Linked DNA regions of Mus musculus: region 2 is linked to region 1. The links are chromatin contacts, called in public Hi-C maps. All regions are on one chromosome and are shown on one strand. The core of a region is the stretch at or near the end of the contact, and the rest is flanking DNA. Distances in the headings are between cores, read along the strand shown. Region 1 has its middle 14 kb from the start of Spink4. Region 2 holds the start of Nol6 (nucleolar protein family 6 (RNA-associated)).

Region 1 (3,761 bases), core at 961-3,460:
CACGATGGTGGTGACAGGTGAAAGAGGACTGAGGCTGACATACTGTCACTGCCCAGTAGGGTCAGCAAGATGCTGTGCAGCCTGGAGCTTATAAAGAGGCAGACTCAGCCCCTGGCTCATCTTGGGCAACCATGAAGACCCAAGATGAGAAAGTGTTCCCTTTCTGGATTGGGTCTTCTTAAAGGACCACCATGGTTCTTGATGCCACTGGAGGCCATGTTGGTGTCTGTGATCCATTCTGTAGCCCTAGGCCACAGTGACATTTGAGATCCTTGTGCCACTGCCTGATGCCTTGTTGATGCATCCCTGGGTGGGGGTGGGCGGGCATCCTGATGTGAATGGCCTGTGACAATTTATAAAGCTGAGGCCACATTGAGGCCCCTGACCCCTGCAGCCACTGAAGGCCATGAGAGGGTCAGTGGTCCTGATATGGCCAAGGGCTGTATTGATGTCTGTGTCCATGTTACCATGGGAGCCCATGCAGATGTCTGATGCTTGAAGCCATGTTGCAGGAGAGCTGGCCTCAGTGTGAGCTGGCCCTCAGCATAGCTCTCCTGAGTTGATGGCTTCTGGTGCAGACAGAGGCAGAGACAGACTCATCCTCCCTAGGAGGCTGGTCACAAGGAATTGGCCATGCTACAGTGAGTATCTCAACAACACAAAATGGACTGAGTTCCCCCCCCTTCTTTTTTAAGAGGGGGGGTGTCAGGGGATGGTTCGTGGGGGAGGAGGGACATGGGAAGAGTGGGCGGTATGATCAGGGTGCGTGATGTAAGATTATTCCCAAATAGGAGCTGGAGAGATGGCTCAGTGGTTAAGAGCACTGACTGTTCTTCCAGAGGTCCTGAGTTCAGTTCCTGGCAACCACATGGTGACTCACAACTGTACTGAGATCTGATGCCCTCTTCTGGTATGTCTGAAGAGGGAGACAGTGTGTTCACATATATAAAATATTTAAATCTTTTATTAAAAAAACAAATAATAAAAAATAATATTTTACAAAAGAATAAAAAAATAGAAGAAGCCATCCAATGTTGACTTCTGGCCTCCATGTGCACTCACACACACACACAAACACATACATAGGATCTCCCCCACCCCCCACCCCCCAACACACACACAAGTACATGGAAACAAAACAAAACTTTAGGACATTGCTTGAATTCAGCTGTGATTAGTACCAAAAGAAATTTGGAGGCAATTTATTAAGAAACAAAGAGGGAGGATAATGTGTGTGAATGAAAACATATGCGTCAGAGGCCTCTCACTCCTGCCTATGTAATTAGAAAAATTGTCTCATGGGTCCAGTAACAGACATCCACAAGGGTATTTGTCACTAAGGTATTTGGAAGTGTTTGTAGATCTGGATGCAGTAGTGCATCTGAAAGGAAGGGAATGAGGAGAGTATGTGATATGTGTTCTGTTTTCCTTGTGATTATTTTTTCTAAATAAGGCCATGCTGGCCTTGAACTCATAATCCTTCTGCCTCAGCCGCCAGAATGATGGGATTAAAGGTACGCGCCACCATCTGTGCCAACTGTCCACTCTTTGACCACAGCAAGGGTCAATGGTGTAGGTGTACCTCCAACAAACGTGGATTCTTCGAGCTTGGTAGCAAATGGAGGAGAAAGCTAAGACACAGAAGGAGACCTCCAGCACAGTGCCTCCTGCTTCAAGAAAACCACTCACCCCTTTACTAGCAGCCCTTAGGGAACAGAGGCAAAGGCAGAGGCTGGTGGTTCGCTGTGAGTTCAAAGCCAACCTGGTCTATATAGTGAGTTACAGGCCAGATGGGGCTATACAGTAAAACTGTAAGAAGAGAAAAGAAGAGAAGAGAAGAGAGAAAAGAAAGAAAAGAAGAGAAAAGAAAAGAAAAGGAAAGGAAAGGAAAGGAAAGGAAAGGAAAGGAAAGGAAAGGAAAGGAAAGGAAGAAAAGAAAAGAAGAGAAGAAAAAAGGAGAAAAGCATTCAGTAGCCAGTTGTGGAGGAGTATGCCTATAATTCCAGCAGTTTGGAAGTGGAGGCAGAGGGATCAGGAGTTCAAGGTCAGCTTCAGCTACATGTTGAGTTCAAGGCAATCTGAATCTACATGTCTCAGAAATAAAATTAAAACAAAACCCACAAAACAAAACCACCTCTCACAATAGAATGATGAAATCATTCAACAGTTAAGCCTTTGTGATTTAGGTGTCATTGCCACCTTGTGGTAGTAACTGCAAACTAAGCCAGAATTCCTATTAAAATTTTTTTTTTACCTTGTTTGGTTGTTTGGTTGAGGTGTGGGCATGCTCCTGCCACTGTAATGTGTGAAGGTCATAGGACTACTTGTGTGAAGGTCATAGGACAATTTGCCTGAGTCGTATTCTCTTTCCACTCTGTATGTTCCAGGGATCAAACTTGGGCCCTCGGGGTTAGCCACAAGCCCCTTCACTTGCTGAGCCATCTCCCCAGCCCCCTTCCTAGCCCTCTTCCAGTCCTCCCAAGCCCCTCCCCAACCCACTTTTTTTTTTTTCTTTTCTTTTCTTTTTTTTTTTTTTTGAGATGGAGCTCACTGTGTATCCCTGGCTGACTTGAAACTTGCATGTAGACCAGGCTGGCCTCAAACCCACAGAGATCCACATACCTCTGTCTCTTAAAGGCTGGAACTAAGGACTTTTTTAAAAGAGCCACTTTGTCAGACTCCCTTTAAAAACAAACAAGCAATAAAAACCAACAAACAAGATTTACATACAGTAAATAGCCCAGATCAAGTGTACATTTTGAGACTGTATCAGGAGGCCAGGTGTGAATTTCATATTTACAGGTCAGTCACAGGCTAAGGCCTTGGAGGCTTGAATTGGCTCACTTCACCGGCAGAGAAATAACCTATCATATATGATAGATATGTAAGGGTCCGAAAATCGCTGAAGGAAGATCCCAGACTCAGATAGTATGCAAAAACAAAGAACGTTTATTCTGCAAAAACACCAGTATTCGGGGGTGGGGGGGTGGGGGTGGGGTGTCAACATTTTTCAAAATGGTGACCCCAGACAAAGACAGGAAGGTCTTCTTATAGAGAACAGAGAAACTTCTACAGTAGTAGGTTCTCATATGGCTTTTCAAAAGCCCTTAGTGATAGTTTTCCCCCTCCACCCTGACTTCCCATCCTCTATCATACTTAATCCTTCTTGTTTTATTTCCTAGTCTTTATCCCTTTATAACACTATACTCTATTTCTGCAACCGTAAAAGAGCTCCTCGTCCCCAAATGGCCAAAGTACAGAGAATAAGAGACTTTGGAAAGCTCAGCCCTAAATGAGATGTTTATATCACAATCCTCCCCTCAAGTCCCAGGGACCTACAGGGGCGGGGGGGGGGGGGATGCAGCGTGGGGGGGGGGGGGTAAGGACCAGAAGTGGTGGAAGACTCCAAGGAAAACAGCATTTTCCAGACACACAGGGCAGATGCTCTTATGAACCCCCAGACTGTGACAAGATCTGTCTAGTTCATGTCAGATAAAATCCCAGCTTGGGGTCTGGAGAGATGGCCCAGAGGTTAAGAGCACTGACTGCTCTTCCAGAGGTCCTGCGTTCAACTCCCAGGAACCACATGGTGGCTCACAACCATCTGTAATGGGATCTGATGCCCTCTTCTGGTGTGTCTGGAGACAGCTACAGTGTACTTACATATAATAAATAAATAAATCTTTAATTTTTTCTTTTTTAATCCCAACAGGGAAGAGGTGGGTGTGAAGCCCCACAGCCAGCTAAAGAGCTATTGATAA
Region 2 (3,657 bases), core at 612-3,111, 220 kb after region 1:
TTATTTCTATTGTTACCCATTTTCAGGCTAGGAATGGTGGCTCACACCTGCAACTCCAGCATTTGGGAAGGCAGGAAGATCAGAAATTCAAGATCTCCCTTGACTATATAGCAAGCAAGTTCAAGGCCAGCCTGGACTGTATGAGACCCTGTCTCAATAAAAAATAAATACACAAAATAAAATAACCATTTTTGGTTGGAAGTAAAGGTTCACAACTATAATCCTAGCACTCAGGGGACTGAAGCAGGAGGACCACCACCAGTTTGAGTTACAGTACGGGTTACAAAGTTAAGATCCTATGTTAAAAAGAAAAAAGTGGGCTGGAGAGATGGCTCAGTGGTTAAGAGCACTTCCACAGGTCCCGAGTTCAATTCCTAGGAACCATATGGTGCCTTGCAACCATCTGTAACAATGCTGCCTTCTGGTATGTCTGAAGATAGCAACAGGATTCTCACATACATAAAATCAATCAATGAATCTTAAAAATGAAACAAAAAACAAAACCAAACAAAAGTGGCTCAGGCCCTCAATCTCCGTCCTTGGGAACTATGCAGGACAATCAGGAGTTCAAGGCCAGCCAGCCAGGGGCATGTAAGACCCTGTTCAAACAAACAAAACACCTACAAAACTTGTACAAGATGGAGCTACATTTGAGAGACAAATGCATGACCTGTGTCCTGGTTGAGTCTTCTTGCAATGAGAATGATCTCCTTAGTAACCAAGTTTCGTGGAACAGCAAAGAGGGTCTCATGACTCACTGTCCCAAGGCCATCTGCCTTACCTCAGCCTCAGGGACTGGAGGCACTTTCTGGATCCGCTTGGTAACCTCCTTCAGGAAATTATCAATCCTCTCTTTCTTCTTCTCTGACAGTCTGACTTCCTTTAGTAACTCCTCCACCTTTAGCAGGGGGAAGGGAGGAATCTGTGAGCCTCGGGACCCCACGGAAACCCCTCTAACCTATGCCCTGGCCACCCACGTACTTGTAAACGAAGCAAGGTGGAGTGGAACAAGATCTCGGTCTCACGGAGGCGATTTAGCTCCTCATTTGTAGGCTCCTTGTACAGCTCCTCCCGACTGAGGTTCACTGGCTGCAGGAGGCCTTCTGCAGGTGGCTCTGTTCTTGCACGCTTTCTTGAGGGTGCCTTCTCTTTGTCCATGCCTTCGAAGGCAAGTTCCATCACCTATGACCAGAGAGACAGAAACCAACATGCCAACATGAAATCGGGGGGGGGGGGGGGGGGGGGTATCTGTATCAGCTGACTCAAGTTTGTGGGTAAAGGGTTCATCTACTCTAGTTGTTCCCTTTCAGTGGGCGTTAAGATTTTTATAAAACTCGGGATAGCCATCACTGAGAGAAATCTGACAGCGTGAGGATGCAGTCCTGCTTAGACCTGACTGAGTTTGCCAGTCACTGCCTGAGGTAGTGCTCCAATGCCCTCCTGTTTCCGGACACCACAAATCTTTTGCTGAGACAGGCTTAGGCCTTCCCAAATATCACCTCTTCTCCTGCTCTATCCAGATCTCTCCAAGGCTAGATTCCCTAAAAATCATTTTCCCAGTAACCTAGGCCGCCCTGGAGTAATCTTTTTTCTATCATAGTAGGCCGCCCTGCAGGCTAGGTATCAGGCCTGACTATCTCAGGCTCTGTCGTCAAAATAAAGCACATTTTGAGCAACCAACCTCTGGGTCCTCAGTTGCTCGTCGGTGCTGCTCTCCGGCGGGGGCCGGTCCCATCTTCACAGCAGGTCTCTCTCCAGCACTTGGCATCCAAGCCGGATCTACCCCGTAGCTTCCCACGTGGGCCGAAACGCCAACTCCAGGGCTCAAACCCTTGCCCCAGGCCCCACCCACTGCAGTTCCATTGGGCTAGTGCATGCCGTCTCGCTCACTATTGGTCAGTGGTTCAAAGGAACCCGCCCATTGTGGGAGGAACCAAACAAGGTCCGCCGATTTACAGCCTCGACGCCGCACTAAACCGGAAGCGTTTGGGACTGCAGCTCGTCGCGTTCTTTTCCTCACTTCCCTTTCGGGAAGGGAGGAGCTTACTGTGGCTTCCGGTGTGATGGGGTTTTGTGTGTGTGTGTGTGTGTGTGTGTGTGTGTGTGTGTGTGTGTGTGTGTGTGTGTGTGTGTGTGTGTGTGTGTGTGTGTGTGTGTGTGTGTGTCTGTCTGTCTGTCTGTCTGTCTGTCTGTCTGTCTCAGCTTACTGTGGCTTCCGGTGTGGTGGGGTTTTGTGTGTCCGTGTGTGTCTCTCTGTCTGTCTCTGTCCGTCTGTCTGTTTTCGCTAGTGGTTCACAGCATCTAACCGTGTCTATGAGCAAGTTATGTGATTTCTACCTCCAAAATGTATCTTGAATTTGTTTTTTTTTCTGTTTCCACAAACAGAAAGTTCAAGTGTCTAGCATAATAGCATAGCTTCTCTCCAGCTTTTCCTTCTTAAAATATAAGATAACCTATTCAAACTCCAAAACTTTAAACACAGAACCATCGTAATAGCGAAGTTCTAAGTACTTTGCCAATTTACTTTTATTTACATATTATTTTAGAAAACTACTTGGAACTGGGCATGGACGCTCATCCCAGTAATATTCACGATGCTGAACCTGAACTATGAGGGACACTCTCAAATGACACTTTAGCATCTACCTTTTAAGACTTCTCATACTGGGCTGGTGAGATGGCTCAGCGGTTAAGAGCACTGACTGCTCCTCTAAAGGTCCTGAGTTCAAATCCCAGCAACCACATGGTGGCTCATCCATAATTGACAGCTACAATGTACTTACATATAATAAATAAATAAATCTTTAAAAAAAAGACTTTCATATCTAGCCCATGACCTGGGACCCACACGAGTAGAAGGAGAGAAGTGATTTCTGCGAGTTGTCCTCTGACCTCCACAGTGCATTCAAGTGATACCTGTGTGCTTTCACACACCCAACATGAAATATAATTATGGGGGAAAAGAGTTTTTGCAAAATAACAACAAAAAAATTCCACCCTGGAGACATGGCCAAGAGCTTAAAAGCATTTGTAGATCATGCAGAGGACCTAGGTTTGGTTTCCCAGCACCCACGCAGCTTTGAAACTCTCAACTACTGCCTGTAATGCCAGTCCTAGAAAATCCTTTGGCACCAGGCACTCCTGTGGTACACACACCTATATGCAATAATTTTGTTTTAAAGTCTCACTATGCATCCCGGACTGGCCTGGATCTCACAGAGATTCATCTGCATCTGACTCCTGACTGCTGGATTATAGACATAGACCATGCAAGTAATATTATTTTATGTGTGGGGCACATACATATTCCTCCAAGTATATCTCTGTACCGTGTATGTACAGTGCAGGTGGAGGCCAGATGAGCTCAGTGGATGTTCTCAAACTAGAGGTACAGATAGTTGTGAGTCAAACTGTAGGTGCTGGGAAATGAACCAGGTTCTCTGGAAGAGCAGCTAGAACTCCTAGCTGATGAGCCATCTTTCCATTCTTGAAAGTAAATCGTGTGTGTGTGTGATTATTATTATTGTTGTTACTGTTTTTTGAAAAAGAATGTCTTTATATAGTCCTGGATGTCCTGGAACTCATTCTGTTGACCAGCTGGATACAAATTGAAAGATCCACTTGGCTTATCCGCTTGAATGCTAGAACTAAAGGTAT

What was found. Hi-C and Micro-C count contacts between places; a contact is called where the count stands out from the background.
Region 2: a Hi-C map of the P5424 cell line shows a contact between it and region 1, with 2.1 times the contacts expected there. The contact joins the promoter of Nol6 here to the enhancer-like site in region 1. A contact is called at or near these places in 1 of 39 promoter capture datasets (hippocampal neurons), 5 of 484 Hi-C or Micro-C datasets (the G1E-ER4 cell line, the P5424 cell line and embryonic stem cells) and 1 of 115 datasets of contacts at active chromatin or transcription factors (pancreatic cancer cells).

The regions. Positions count from the first base shown.
Region 1 is chr4:40,904,296-40,908,056 of GRCm38.p6, forward strand. No RefSeq gene overlaps it. Among named protein-coding and RNA genes, the nearest start is that of Spink4, 14 kb to the right of the region's middle. Within about 2 kb of position 2,211, at least 28 of the 459 cell types and tissues checked have an H3K27ac peak or open chromatin away from gene starts, as enhancers often do. A contact at or near this core is called in the P5424 cell line and pancreatic cancer cells, where this site is marked.
Region 2 is chr4:41,122,478-41,126,134 of GRCm38.p6, forward strand. Nol6 (nucleolar protein family 6 (RNA-associated)) reads right to left here and starts at 1,862. Exons shown (of 26, transcript NM_139236.3): 1 at 1,682-1,862; 2 at 982-1,182; 3 at 782-898. The coding sequence starts at 1,768.